Regions from separate parts of the Anser cygnoides genome. Here region 1 is linked to region 2. The links are chromatin contacts, called in public Hi-C maps. All regions are on one chromosome and are shown on one strand. Each heading gives the region's core, a stretch centred on a gene start, on an enhancer-like site or on the middle of the called end of the contact. The rest is flanking DNA. Distances are from core to core; before and after follow the strand shown.

Evidence for each region. A called contact is a pair of places that touch in the nucleus more often than the background predicts.
Region 1: a Hi-C map of fetal liver shows a contact between it and region 2, with 1.6 times the contacts expected there. The contact joins the enhancer-like site here to the promoter of FBXL18 in region 2. A contact is called at or near these places in 5 of 7 Hi-C or Micro-C datasets (fetal liver, granulosa cells and liver).

Annotation. Positions count from the first base shown.
Region 1 is chr15:3,921,053-3,927,843 of Taihu_goose_T2T_genome, reverse strand. The region is part of intron 13 of RNF216 (ring finger protein 216); the gene reads right to left. Among named protein-coding and RNA genes, the nearest start is that of RNF216, 41 kb to the right of the region's middle. Within about 2 kb of position 4,358, at least 2 of the 3 cell types and tissues checked have open chromatin away from gene starts, as enhancers often do. A contact at or near this core is called in fetal liver, where this site is marked.
Region 2 is chr15:3,992,760-3,999,636 of Taihu_goose_T2T_genome, reverse strand. It overlaps FBXL18 (F-box and leucine rich repeat protein 18), which reads right to left and starts at 2,045. Exons shown (of 5, transcript XM_048061830.2): 1 at 1,280-2,045; 2 at 117-317. The coding sequence starts at 1,510. It overlaps ACTB (actin beta), which reads right to left. Exons shown (of 6, transcript XM_066977989.1): 6 at 6,445-6,877.

The sequences.
Region 1 (6,791 bases), core at 3,109-5,608, 74 kb after region 2:
TTACGCTTCCAGCACAGGAGGGCAGAGGACACAGAAAACACCCCACGGAGAGGGCAGGCATTCTGCACCGCTGGTGGCGCTTTGTCTAATAGCTCCCTGTACGTTTTCTTTCTTCGAGCTTGTCCCGTGGCCTTTGAATCCCACGGGTTCCAAGGTTGTCCCCCCTCATGGCAGCGCTAATTAACGCTACACGATCCCCAGGGGAGTGTTACCTACCGAATCCGGGCTACCGCTTCTCGCAGCTCTCCGGCTCCTTGGCTGTCATCCAGCCACATCTGTTCACACCTCGCCTGGCTGAGCCTGGACAACCTAGCTGAATCCAACCTAGCTGAATCGCAGCTTGAAGTGGTGGGGCTACAGACTGGGATGGTGTTAAAGCGAGACATTTCAGCTCAGAATGAAGCCAAGAGCAACCACCAAACTAGGGAGTCAGATGACAGCATCTACGCCCGGTATCAAAAATTCCATTTACGACTAAGTCTAACATCTCCCTCGGTCCTTCTCAACCAAGGTATTCAAGCTGATCCCAGAACTCCAGGCTGACTCAAAGCACAGGTTTTCACCCAGCTTTGGCTTTCAGACCTTTAATACTACCTGACTGTTACCTGCTGTGTACTTTACAGACTCATCAAGTGATCTCATAGTATTTCTCTGGACAGCTAGCTTTAACATCTTAACTTTAAGGCAGGATTTCTGCACCTCAGAGGATATTTTTCTGTATGCTTTAAGTGTCTTCTAGGTTCCTGTCATCCTTAACTAAGGATCAGAACAAAACACTTGGTGTCAATAATGGTGCCAAACCAGAAAGGTGGATCCTTCTCTGACTCCGCGTGGCCTAGCATGCAAGTCCAAGGACTACAGCAGCTTTCCTGGCAGTTGCTTTGCTTTCCTTCACTTCTCCATGGTGATGTGGTCTGCTTCAGAGGAACTGTCCCGTCCAGACTTTAGGGACAGCGTCTGCAATGAAGCCTGTAGAAGGCAGTGAGAAGGGCCCCCAGTACTCCAGGCATGAGGCAGCCAGGCACTCTGACCAGAAAGCGGCCTGGAACACCACACACAAGCAGACCACGGGACTTCAGCATCTTCCCGACAAGTATTTGTAACGAGTCCATGTGGGAGACGAGGCAGAGGACCTCAGTGTGTTTTGGTACAGCTGTACCGTTGCACAACGCACTGCGTACAAGCGCAGCCCGACCAAAGCGTTGAGTAAATACCTTTCAGTTTTACATACCCCAGTCAGCCAAGGCAGCCTTTCCCCCACACCCTCCAACTCCCCAGTGCCTTGGGGCTGCTCGGTGCAGGGGCCGTTCAGGCAGTCCCACGGGCAGCGAGAAGATCAGAGCGGTGCTGTGCAGGAACAGCAGGCAATCAGGCATGTGCAAGCACACGCAGCGCATGCACACGAATATTACCAGCCTTTTTGAAGATAATTTCTGGGCACTGGAGATGACAGATACCCATTTTTTTTTTTTTTTTTTAAAAAAAGAAACAGCTGAGAAATAACACTTACTATCAAAATAACATCTGATCAGCATCTAGCCACGGCAACTCCCTGCACGTAACAGGATGCAGGCGAAGGCTAACATGTCTCGTACTCAACTACCTCATTCCCATTTAGCTTCCAAAGCTCACAGGAGGGAATAGACAAGCTAACAGCCACAACTAATGCGCAGCAGCTTTTCCCTGATCCGGTCATCTCATTCCTCACCCTGGCTCTGCTCGCAGCTGGACTTTCAGGCTGCCCCTCGCAACGACAGAGATTTGAGCCAAGTGCAATTGGAGAGAGCACGTCTGCTCTCACACGTGGGGCTGTGCACAGCTAGTGCTTCTCAGTCATCTTCTCCTGGTACAGGCTGTCCGCACCGGGGCTGAGATAACTGATTTTACACGACGTGTTTTAATTTATCTACTTATGGAGGTAAAGCATAGGGAAGGCAATCACAAGCGTCACAGCGATGAGTTCAAATTGCAGGCAAGGAACCTGACCCACGTGTTTGGTGAGCATCTGGGGCTTCTACCTAGTCCTCAGGGAATCACCTGCATTTCTCCGTGTGCTCGTTACTATTCCTCGTTTGCATGCTTTGAGTTCATCACATTGGACCAGGAAAAGGAAAGCAAGTGTAATTATGTACAAGGCACTGACTTTCAGAAGGCCACTTTAAGAGCAATGCTTGTTTTCCGCGCTTAGGGGTCAGCTTTGACTCAGTAAATGGCGCTTTGCTTTTAGAGGACCAGCTCAAACAGCTGGGTTAAGTCTCCTGTGCAGAACATGGTTTAGTCTGGCAGATGGAGATGCTAAGCAAAACTCATTAATCTGTTATCACTTTCACCCACCCACAAAAATCCCAGCGGTCTGAAGTCATGGTTTTCTGACACAAATCTAGAAATCTATAGCTCGTACAACAGCTGCAACCAGAATAAAGTTCCAGGATGAAAAAAAAAATGCTTCATTTAATTACACGGGTAGGTCAGAATTATTCAAGACGGGGATCTCACAGTAAAACAAAGCTGCCTCTGAAAGCATCTGAATAGTTGTTTGTGGTACAACCCCGCCGAGTTACCCGATGACTCCTGCAGTGTCTGCTCTTTGCTCTGCACACCTGAAACGCGCCACAAAGGGCTGGGAGTCACAGGATAACCAAATACTCCCCAGGAAGCTTTGCTTGAAAAACACACCAGGTTTCGAGGGCAGACGGAACAGCTACAAAAACAAGTCTCGTTCACATAACCTCATCTAACTACCCTCTCCTCGCCAGCACAGCTCAACCCCAAACACGGGAACGGCAAGGACCCAGCCTGAAAACAACAACCGCAGAGCTGGGACGCTGGCAGGCCGTTGTTTAGAGCTCCTTGGTGTTGTGCCTATCTCCATATCTAGCAAGGTTCAATGCCTTCGTCCTGGGAGGCGAGAAGAACCTAAATATAGTAGCAGTAGCCAGCTACCAGCAAACAAACTGGCACGGGTTGCAGCTACCTGAGATCCATCCCTCTCGCAGCAGGCCGCTCCGATCGCTGCAATCCTTTCCCTTGTTTGGGGAGAGCGCGCCCTAACGAGGCGCTTCCAGACTTTACGTACGTGGATAATTGCACACACAAACTTCAGGGTGAAGGTAACGCAGTAACACCACCAACACCCCTCTCTCTCCAGGGGACCATCTCTTGCAGACCTTCCCCCTCGCCCTCCCCAGCGACCACTTGCAAACAGGAGGCAGCATCCTCATTTCACACGGCAGGGCCTCTTACAGCGACTGCCTCTTAGCAGGAGAGCACAGACGCCGTGAGAGCATCTGCTTTGTTTTAACCTCTGCCCTTCAAGGAGGACCCAGAAAGGAAAAAACCTCCAGCTGCCGACCGGCCTTGTTGGTTTGTACGAGGCTGTATCGCGGCGAGGCTTTTCAATACAGAAAAGGCCTTGGGGAGGGATGCTCACCTCTGTTTCTGAATGGCATCTTCGCCACTAACAGCCCACAGATATTGCGTTTTCAGCAGCATCCCCAAAGACAGACCCCAATTTCAACTGGGCTTTGAGATTTGGCTTAAAGGCATGCATGCTTCCAACAGAAAAAAAAAAAAAAGGAGGTCAAAGAAGCCTCTTTTGAAAAAATAAATAGAGCAATAAAGCATTCTTTCAGATTAGCTTCACAGAGGATAAATCACTGAACAAATACAACCATCTTATCTTGTTGGCAAATGGTAGGTTACAGCGTCCAGCTTTACGGGAAATATGCTGGTTGGTCGGGAAGGCAAACTGACTTCTCATTGTCTAGAAAAATGCTGCTCTTTACTTTTTTACGAGATTTGTTTGTTTTTAAGAGCCATATGATCCCTGAACGGTGCCAAGTGCGCTTTGCTTCCGGCCCCTCAACACTTTCCTGCGTGCCTTGGGAGTTCCTAGCAACCTCGCAGCAGCAACGCGGCCGATCCCATTTTACCAGAAGGACGACTTGTTTAAACCGAGCTCTCAGCCGCCCTCCTACCATTTCCCAACAGGATGGGCAGCAGTAACTAAGGGGCCCCGCAAAGGCACAGAAGCAGCTGGCGAAGCAGCGCTCTCCCAGCACTTGGAGGTAACGCTTCCCTTAAGCCTTCCGTTCCCAGCCTCTCCTTGGCCCTTTTAAAGTCAAGCACTGACACTAAAAGCACCCGGAGAGGAAGGCAGCCTCCGAACAGCTAATGGCTGGTTACAGAAACATCGCTGGCCGCAGGATACCGCGGCAGCTCTGCCCGTTCAGGATTTTGGCAGTGATTTATGACAAGTGTACTTGCGTTTCCATTAGCCGCAGCTCTCTCGGTTGACCCCTCTGCTTCGAGAGGCAGACTCGACATTAAACTCCCATCAGCTCGCAGTGCCGCTGACCTCATCCCCGAAACGCGCGGCGATGTTTTACATCAGCCCGGGCCAGCGCATTCCATTAATGCTCCCCTGGCTCGGGGAAAAACAGCTGCTCTGTTTACACTGGTAGCAGCACCGAGACCACTTAAGCATCACCTCTGCTCCCCGAGCCCGCGGCGGGAGGAGCGGCCACGCACAGGCCAGGCCCCGGCCCTCCTGGCCGAGCTGGCCCCGAGTTATTTGGCAGGGCAGGGGTCGCTTCAAGCATCGAGGTGGAGGAGAGGAGTTAGGCGGTAGCGAAGGAGGTGGTTTGCTTAAGGCCGGGAGAAGGGCGAGCTTCAGCAAGGAGGATTTGTGCTGACTCCAGCTGAAGATGCACAGGCTCACTGGGGGGAGAAGTGAGGAAGGATTAAGGCACATCAGAAAGGAATTCAGTATTTTAACCCCAGCTGCTTTATGGATTCACGTGTTTAGGTAGAAATTCAATGGACACGGCTGATTAAGGCACGTTAGAGCTCCCGCTTCGAGGGTGTCTCTCTGTGCTGCCTCCCCAAACACTTCATGGCAGGGTGCTGGGTACCAAACCGACCCTCGTGTCCCCACTGCCTGCCTCTGATGCTGGGGCACCTTCCCACAGCAAGGGAGAGACCTGACACCTTCCTGAGCACGAAGCACAGCTCGTCCAAAACCACCCTCCCAGCCCCAAAACGCACCCCAGCCACCAACTTACCCACCACAGCCTACCAGCAGCCCCCGACTTCTTACCGGGAAGGCCTGGCGGCTCTCCAATACCCCCTCATGCACTTATCAGAGCCACGTGCCGGCCACTTACGACAAGCCTCCACCAGATCAAGTGGGTGCTGCTACATTTTCCCAAAGATTTCGGGCAGCTCAGACCTCCGAAAGGAGTCAAAGCTGTGGCAAACCCCTAAAACGCTTGTTGCTCCCACTGGTCTAGTATTAGATGTGCATTAAATTAACCCCAACGTCTGCTGTTGGAAGCTTCCTTTTCTATTAAACCATTTAGCCAGGGCTATAGCTGTTAACAAGCCCACAAGGCCACACAAAAACGTAGAGTAGCCTTGGAACATTCGGCAGCATCCGTCACAAATAGACGGCCACATACGGGGCCACTCCTCATGGGTCGTAAGTTTTTATTTTAACGAAGGCAGGAACATGATCTGCTCTTCCCAGCACCGATCATGTCGCCGGTACGTAGCTTTGCTGAGTTTCAGCTTTTTGTCCTTTTACCGAGCTCTGCAGGGCTCGGGCCGTGAGCTCGCACTGCACTTAGCACGCGAGGACCACAAAGGACCCGGATTCTCACAGAGGTCTTAGGCACTAAAGCCGCTGTCCGAAAGCTCCCGCAAACAAACACAAAATCCACCCCAAAACAACCTTCCTCCCTCAATTTTATTTTAAAACACCGCAGTGCTTTAAAAATGTCTTTTTTTAAAGACTGCCAACGAAGACCGGCTTGATTTGGGTTCTGGCTTTGCAATTCAGTCAACTTAACCCCAGTGATGCTGAACGTGATGGTGGGTATTAAGGGTAGGAAGAGAAAAAAGTGACTTGCTCTCAGTCTCCTCTAATATCTTAGGGACAAGTGACACAATTTGCAAGAACACCCCACTTTTCACCTCCTTCCCAGCGTCCAAGGTGTCAGCAGCTCTCAGATCAGCCAAATCCACCACGAAGCTAGAACAGTGATTTAAGAAAGGCATTTTTATCTAATCCTCTTTCAATGAAAGAGTAAAAATCAGCAGATGAGGAAGAGGCTGGCACCGAGTGAGATTGTTCCTTTCCAGGTCCTTAATTCACATGTTAGGAGACAACCATAGCTGGGAATTTCAATCTCTGGAGCAATTAAAGAAAATTAAATTCAGGGAATGAGGCCATATGCACTCAAAGCTTCATTAACCCTGTCACCTTTTAATTAAATACGTGCACATGAAATTTTGGGTAGAGAAAGCATTTGCTTTACTGACAACGCTCGATTTTAATGGCAAGTCAGTACTTACCTTTTGAAAAGAATACTGGGGTCGTAAACTTTAGACCTCTTCAGCTCCACAATGGCTTTATTAAAAACGTGGTCGAAATCACTGCCCATCATCAGCTTGTACTTAAAGGGAACGTCTGCCCTCCCTAAATACCCAAAGCTGCACTAGCAAAGCTCTGTTTTGGGCTGGCTTCAAGGTAGCTCCATCAACAGCCCAGACAAAATACATGCAAAGCCCTACAAGTACAATCGACAGTTAGGAAAATAAAGTTGGCCAGCCACATCAGGACAGACTTTTGAGCCTGCAGAGCACAGATTAGAGTAGCCAGTCTCTTTTAAATACTGTTCATCCTTACAAAAGACTAAGGCAGATGCCGAAGGCGGTGCCCGACCAGGACAGTCTGGAGGATAATCTTTGAAAGGGGATATTGTCGAGTCCACCCAGCCCCAACATCTCGC
Region 2 (6,877 bases), core at 796-3,295:
AGAGTTCAAGAGCACGACATTTATGCAGACACACTGAAGTGTTCTATTTCTTGGCATTTTTTCAGAAGTCAGACTTGTCTTCACAGCTAACAGAAGAAGCAAGCTACTCTCCCCACCTTATAGTCTTTCTGAAGTAAGACTGTATGGGTTAGACTCTTGTCAAGGCAAAGCGTCGCGAGTTTCCTGCAGGTTTTCCTGACATTCAGGACAAGGTCTGTGCAAGGGACGTAGCTTAGGATGTGCAAAAGGATCTCATCCGAGAACTCCATCAGGTTGACACCATTATTTTCCTCCTCGCTCTCCCCACTTACAAGCTCCTGAAAGAGAAAAAAAAAGAAAAAAAGAAAAGCTACCAGTTCACAGACTTCAGCAAAGCTTGTGAGAAAACGGATACCCTGTGTCTCAGAAGGATTTATAAAGCGAGATTTATAAAGTGAGATAAAACAGAACCACTTGAATTGTTAAATACTCCCACCCGCCTTGAGAAGCCAAAACCTCTCCCTTAAAAGACAAAACTGAGGTAGTGCAAAACTTCACGCAAAGCCACAGTATCTTCAGTCACTCTTTTGCTGTGGACTGCTTAAGAAATAAAACATTTACCTTCATTCTTCTTCTGCTACTGATTTTGCAACTGGAAAAGCGTCACTCCCTGATTCTTTCAGAATATAACCCAGCAATCCCTTCCCACATCTTTCCCCTAAGAGCAATCCATTCCAATAACCTTACAAGTTACGTAACCGTTCATATGTATCAAGAAATAATCAGCCTGCAGCCCAGTATCAGACTACCCCTAGCTCTTCTGCAACACGTCACGCCGTAACTGTGCCAAACCTCGACCACCGATGGCTGTGCTCCCCTCAAGCACCCCTTTTGCTCCCTCACCCCGCGATCCCTCCATCACCACCCAAGAGGCCCCTGCCTGGCCCCCAGCCCACCCCCATCGCACCGAGCTGGTGGTTTTGGACTTAAACCCTGCTTTTAATGAAGCTCGAGTGGAAATTAACGCAGCGCCAGCCCCTAAAGGGGAAGGGGGTGCTCTGGTGCCACGTCGCATCACCCAGAAAACCCCACAGAGCATCCCTCCAGGAGGGCGACCCCTCAGGACCGGGTGCTCAGCCCAGCCCCGCGGGGAGCCCCCTCACCCCCGGGGCCGGCTCCAGCCCCGCTCACCTCACCCCCAACCCCTGAGGGGAGCCCGGCTTCCCCCATCCCGGGGCCGGCCGCGGTTAACCGGCGCTCGGAGGGACGGAGGACGGGGAGCAGCCCCTCCACACCTCACCTCTCCACAGCGGAACATGGCGGCGGCCCCGCCGCACCGGGCACCGCTCAAACCCGCCGCCTCCCGGCCTGGCTCCCCGCCGGCCCGGCCGCCGCACGGTTCTTCCGGCGCTGCCATGACCCGGCTTCCGCGGCTCGCCACTCCTCCGCCGCCCCGCGCCGCCATCTTGAGGCGGGAGCGCGGGGAGGGCGCGGCCGCCGCCCGCCGCCATCTTGAGCGCGGCGCCGCCATGCTGGGGGTGGCGGCTGGGCGCTGCCCCCCTGACGGAGGATGCGGGGCTCGGTCCCCGGCTTGCAGGGCTCGGCCCTGAGGTTAAATTAAGCACGGTCCCGCTGCATGCAGCGGGTTTCTTCACCTCTGCCTGACTCTGGTGGTGCTGAGGTGTTGGGAGCCGAGCGAGGAGGGCAGCCTCTCGGTGTCTCCTCTCGGTCTCCTCCGCCACCTCAGCGGCTGACTCACGCCAGGCCCGCGCCCCACGAAACCTTGAGGCTGCTCCCAGAATGAAAATCCGCCCTGCGCCGAGCCGTGACTCAGCCGGCAGCAGCACACGGGGCACGGAGGGCTTGGCCGGCCACCCCAGCGGGGTATTTTGCAGCCTCCGGGGCATTTGCTGGATTAGTGCCCTGCTCTTCAGCGCAGGCAGCGGGCAAATGATCCTGTCCCTGTCCATAGTGGTTTTGTAGGCTGGGAGCAGCTTGGGGTGACACCCTGAGCACTGAAGGACTTGATCCTAATGAGAGAGGGGGGCCATCACTACTACCCCTTCCCTCCAAAGCATCCACCCGCACCACAAAACCCTTATATAAACCAGCTGGCTTCAGCCTCACTGCTCATTTATGCAATGAACGTAACCTGGGCTCTGACGAGGCTGAATCTCCTCACCCCGGCAGCAGGTGTGAGGCAAATTCCACACAGGGGGCCGTGCAGAAGTCACCCGGGGGTGCTGCGAGCGCAGCCATTGCATAGAGCAACGTCCACTGGGACCCGCTGGCTCAGCACTCCTGCTGTTAGCTCCTCTTCCCAAATCTCAAGTACAGACAGGACTAGAGCGCTGGAATTTCCAGTTACGTGTGTGCTTGGGGAATTTTGTTCATAGAAAATGTGTTTTAAAGATGACCCACAAAGGAAGATGAATAGGTTGCTGCTTTCTTCCTGGTTGATTGTTGCCATTTATGGCCATGAATGAGATTAGTGGTGGATTGGCGTTTTGGCTTAGAAATATCGAGTGCCTCAGGTCTTGATTACCTGTTTTGCTTCCAGGCCCGTGAGCAGGGTCTGGACTTGGAGAGGAAACCCCCTCTTAGCCCTTAGATGAGGGAGAGCCTCAATAAGAGAATCGGTACCTGCTTTGTTTGTCATGTGTTTCAGTTAAATAGAAGATAATGTCAAATTAAATCCAGAGGCCCTGCAGTCAGGACTGACTTGTTTGACATCTGGGCTGAATACCAACCTGCCGTATTTGCAGTCATCGGGGGAAGCAGAGACCGGGGTGGAGAAAGACCTGCATTTCCAGCGCAAATGTAAATAAGATCAAGAGCAGGGCCCGTAAGCAGAGTAAAAGCCCTGCCTGGAGAGCCAGACTGACTGGAGCAGCCTGCGTTAGGACTAGCCATGGGTTCCCTCCAGTCCTGGGGCGTATGTGGACCAGACGGCTGTTGCCAGCCCCGAATGGGATCTGAGATAGGTTAAAGAACCTCCCCAGGCTCCCAGCAGTTGTAAGAGGAGCTGCTCCGACTGATGGCCCACCAAGCGATGAACAATGTGGCGGCGTTGATAAGACACGAGGCTGAATACCAGGTGGCAGCAGGACATCAGATGGGCTGTAAAGGAGGAAGGAAGCAAACAGCTACGCTGAACTCTGGCATTTCTCTTGATGGTTTTGGCCAGCAGGTGAGAGGAGAAACCTTCCCTGCTGCACCTTGGTTCAGGAACGCTCGTCCCAGTGTTGGCACATGGGAACCTCCCACGAAGACAGGTTCATTTCACTGCTGGGCTGTCTCAGAGCAGACTTTGATCATCTATGACTAATGCAGTTTTCTTAGCCCAAAGAAGGCAAGCACATACCATGCTGTCCCGGTCCAAGAGGGCAAACAAACAAATCTGGTGCTAATATCCAGATACGGTGTCCTGTACAGTATCTCTTAACTGTTCATGGCCGGACTGATCTGGTGATTATTTTTTTTTTCTTCAGGGAAACTTTTGGGTCATTTCTCTCCCCTGGTTCTTAACACTGATACAGTCTGTACAGCTCATTTTTTTTGTCAGCATGACGAAAGCCCAGTGGCCAGAGCACTTGGTGTGCTTGGGTGAACTGCTGTCTCCACTGCCGTAAGTGGTTTTCAGCGCTTGATACGATTTAATGCGGTAAGGCCTGCTAAAGTAGATTACAGCTGGGTATAATGCAAGTCAGGGCAGGCTCCGGGTCAGCAATCCCTCTGCAAAGACCAACTTCAAAGAGCAGGACAACTCCTCCTCCTCCAGCCACAGTCCCATCCACGAGCTGACACCTCGGAAAGCCCATTTTTTTTATGAAGCTGAGGCTTTGTGCCCTCAGAGGGGACTTCCACGAGGAGACGAGTTGTGTTTGAATGCCCTGGGACTTCCTGGGACATTTGCATGCAGCCAGCGTGCTGCAGCGCATGTTCTCTAATGAGAGGACGGGGCCCCCCTGACCAGGGGGGCTGTTTCTGGCCAGCGCTGCCCGACAAGGCTCAGAGACAACCACACAAGGAGGCCCTTCAGGGCTAAATCCCGAGAGCTGCAGCCGTCCCCTTTGCCAAGGACATCACTAATTCCTGGTGGTGGCTTGATTCCGTAAGCGGCTCAGGGAGGTGACTTTCCAGGTCACCAGCTAATTGCAGGTGAAGTGCCAGCGACTGTCTCCAGCAGGAGCGAAAGTTGGGAGCTCTAAGGGAAGAAAGGGCGTAAAACACGTTTGCTCAGCTCTCTTTAGCTGAGCCAGCTCCCCCTGGGCAGCTAAAGGGAAGCGAGAGAGGGCTGGGTGGCTTGCAACCATCCTTGGCCGAGCCCCGCTGTCTGGGCAGCCGGAGAAATCCTGGTACATCGCGGCTGCTGAGCTGGACCGGGGGAGCTCAGCCTGGCCTGGTGGTCTTTTCAAACCTCCTGGTGCCCGCACAGCCCCTGGCTCCCTTGGGTGCCGGACAGGAGGAGGAGGCAGCAGCCTGACTGCTCATTCCTTGCACATCTTCTCCTCTGAGCCTCGCCTGTTGCTGGTGGCCTCAAGAGCCAGGACACGGCTAAATAAACTCCTCCGCCGCCCTTCCTGTGACCGGTCCCTCGGCATTTCCCCACTCCTGTGAAATGGCAAGGGGTGAACCGAGCCTTCCGAAACACAATGATGGAGAAGCTGCAGCTAAAAAAAAAATAAAATTCTTCCCTCTCCAGCGCCTGGTGTTCCTCAGAGGAAACCACCCGGCTCCCCCCTGCTTGCCGGAGTCGGGAGCAGTGAGTAATGCTCGCAGGCTTCCCTGCCCGGCACTGCATTCTTTTCTCCAGCATGTAATGGCCCAAAGGAGGCATAAACCGAGCCTTGCTGGAGCGGCCTGCGGAGGAGCTGTGCACACCACGGCCTCGCGTCCGAGAAGCATCGGGAAAGGCTGCAAAATGCCCGGCCTCGTTTTACCAGGGGGCTGATCGCCAGGAGCAGCGAGAGAGCTGCGAGAAAGGGAAAAAGAAAACCCCACGAAGTGTTAACCGAGAGAAAACCTCGCTTTCTGCCCTTTGGAGCGTGTAAAATCAGCTCTCCTCCCCTGCCCATCGCTGTCCCTCTCTCTGCACCCGCTCGTCTCCCTGCCTGAGCTCCTCTCGGCCCCGGGCGTTTCGCCGCTCCTCTCCGCCACCACCCCACCACCGCCTCTCCAGTTCTTTGTGTCTCAACGCATTTTTCCACAGCAGTCAGTGGCTGCTTCAGGAGGACCGAAGGCAGGAGAGCAGACTCACGGACTGGCGCCCCGTTTCCCTCTCATCATCCCTTCTCGCCTCCTGGCCTTTTTCCTGCCCTCGCTCCCACCACCAGCTCCCTCCCCAGGGGCTGCCATCGCCTCCTCCTCGCCCCGTTTCCCCAAGACCCCGGGTTATGAGCCCAGTTAGGGCCCCGCTCCAACCAGTTTCACCTCCCCCATCGCAAACTGGTGTTTCCAGTAACTCGTCTGCCCGGCCCAGTGTCTGCACCTCCAGCCCTGCACCCAGGGCGGCCAGGAGGGAGGCTGGGGAGACAAAAGGGCAGAAACCAGCAGGTCCACCCTGAGCGCAGCATGACGCTGCAGCAGCATCAGGCCAGGCAAAGGATTAAAGAGCACATGGAGCCTGTTCCTTGCCTTTCATCTGCTGCGAGCATGACACAATCGCAGCCATTAGCTCTTCAAAGCCAGGCAGGCCGGAGGAGCCTCGGGAAGCCAGCACGCCTGCGAGCCAGGCTCCAAGCTCTGGTCCGCCTGGGTCGGGAACACAAAGCGCCACCCGGCTCCGCGCTCCCCGGGCCCCAGCACCGCAGCCGTAGGTGTCACCGTGCAAGTGAGAGCTCCCTCGCTGTGCCCTTTCCCAGCTCCACCCCTGCAGCGATGTGTAAGAGCCCCGTGGCCCTGCTCATCCACTTCACAGGCTTTCTCCTGCCTCCACCCAGCGGGCAGCCTGCCAGAGTGTGAGTCTCCCAGCCTCAGCTCAGGCCTCCCTTGCTCCTGGGACACGAGGGGGGTGAAGCAAAAGCAGAGCAAGCTGCTTGGCAGGAGACACCCAGAAGTGGAACAGAGGAGGCCACGCACCTGGTGTGGGGACAGAAGGGGACAGCCAAAGCACCCTTGGCCCAGGGAGAAGCCAGCTGCTCCCCAGCAGCACACTGGGGAGCGAGGGAAGAACACCACAGGCGGCATTTTGAAGGGGTTGGATGCCCACCAAACCCAGCTCTCTCCAGGAGCGCAAGTTTCCAGGAGCACAAGAGCCCTGCCCACCCCTCACCCGGCAGCACACCCCCAGGAGCTGGGGATCTCCAAACTCCTGCAGCATGGCAAGCCCGGCTCCCCATATCACCAGCAGCCACCTGGCTCCCACCCCAGCGCGATAGCCGACCCCTGCAGCCTGGCACAGTGAGATCAGAGCGGGTACCAACCGTCGAGGAGCGTCACAAAATAAAGAACCACCAACACCAGTCAAGCCTCTATTGTGTGCACTTTTATTTGAACTGGTCTTAAGTCAGTGTACAGGTAGCCCCTCTCTCCCCCGCATACTGGCACTTCTCCTAGGCAGGGGGGACCGTAAAGCCTTCATTCACATCTATCACTGGGGAACACAGCCCGCTCGCTTAACAAATCAAAGAGAAAGGATCAAGTGTGTTTTGTTTAAGGCGGAAGATACAAAAAGACACTTGTTGGATTACATAATTTACAGACAAGCGATTACAACCTAACACCAGAAACTGGTATCGGCTCTTCCAAGCTGGGCTGTTGCCTTCACAGAGGCGAGTAACTTCCTGTAACAATGCATTATAACAATATTTGGAATGACTATTACAAAAAGAAACAAATGTACAATCAAAGTCCTCAGATGCATTGTAGAACTTTGGGGGCGTTCGCTCCAACATGT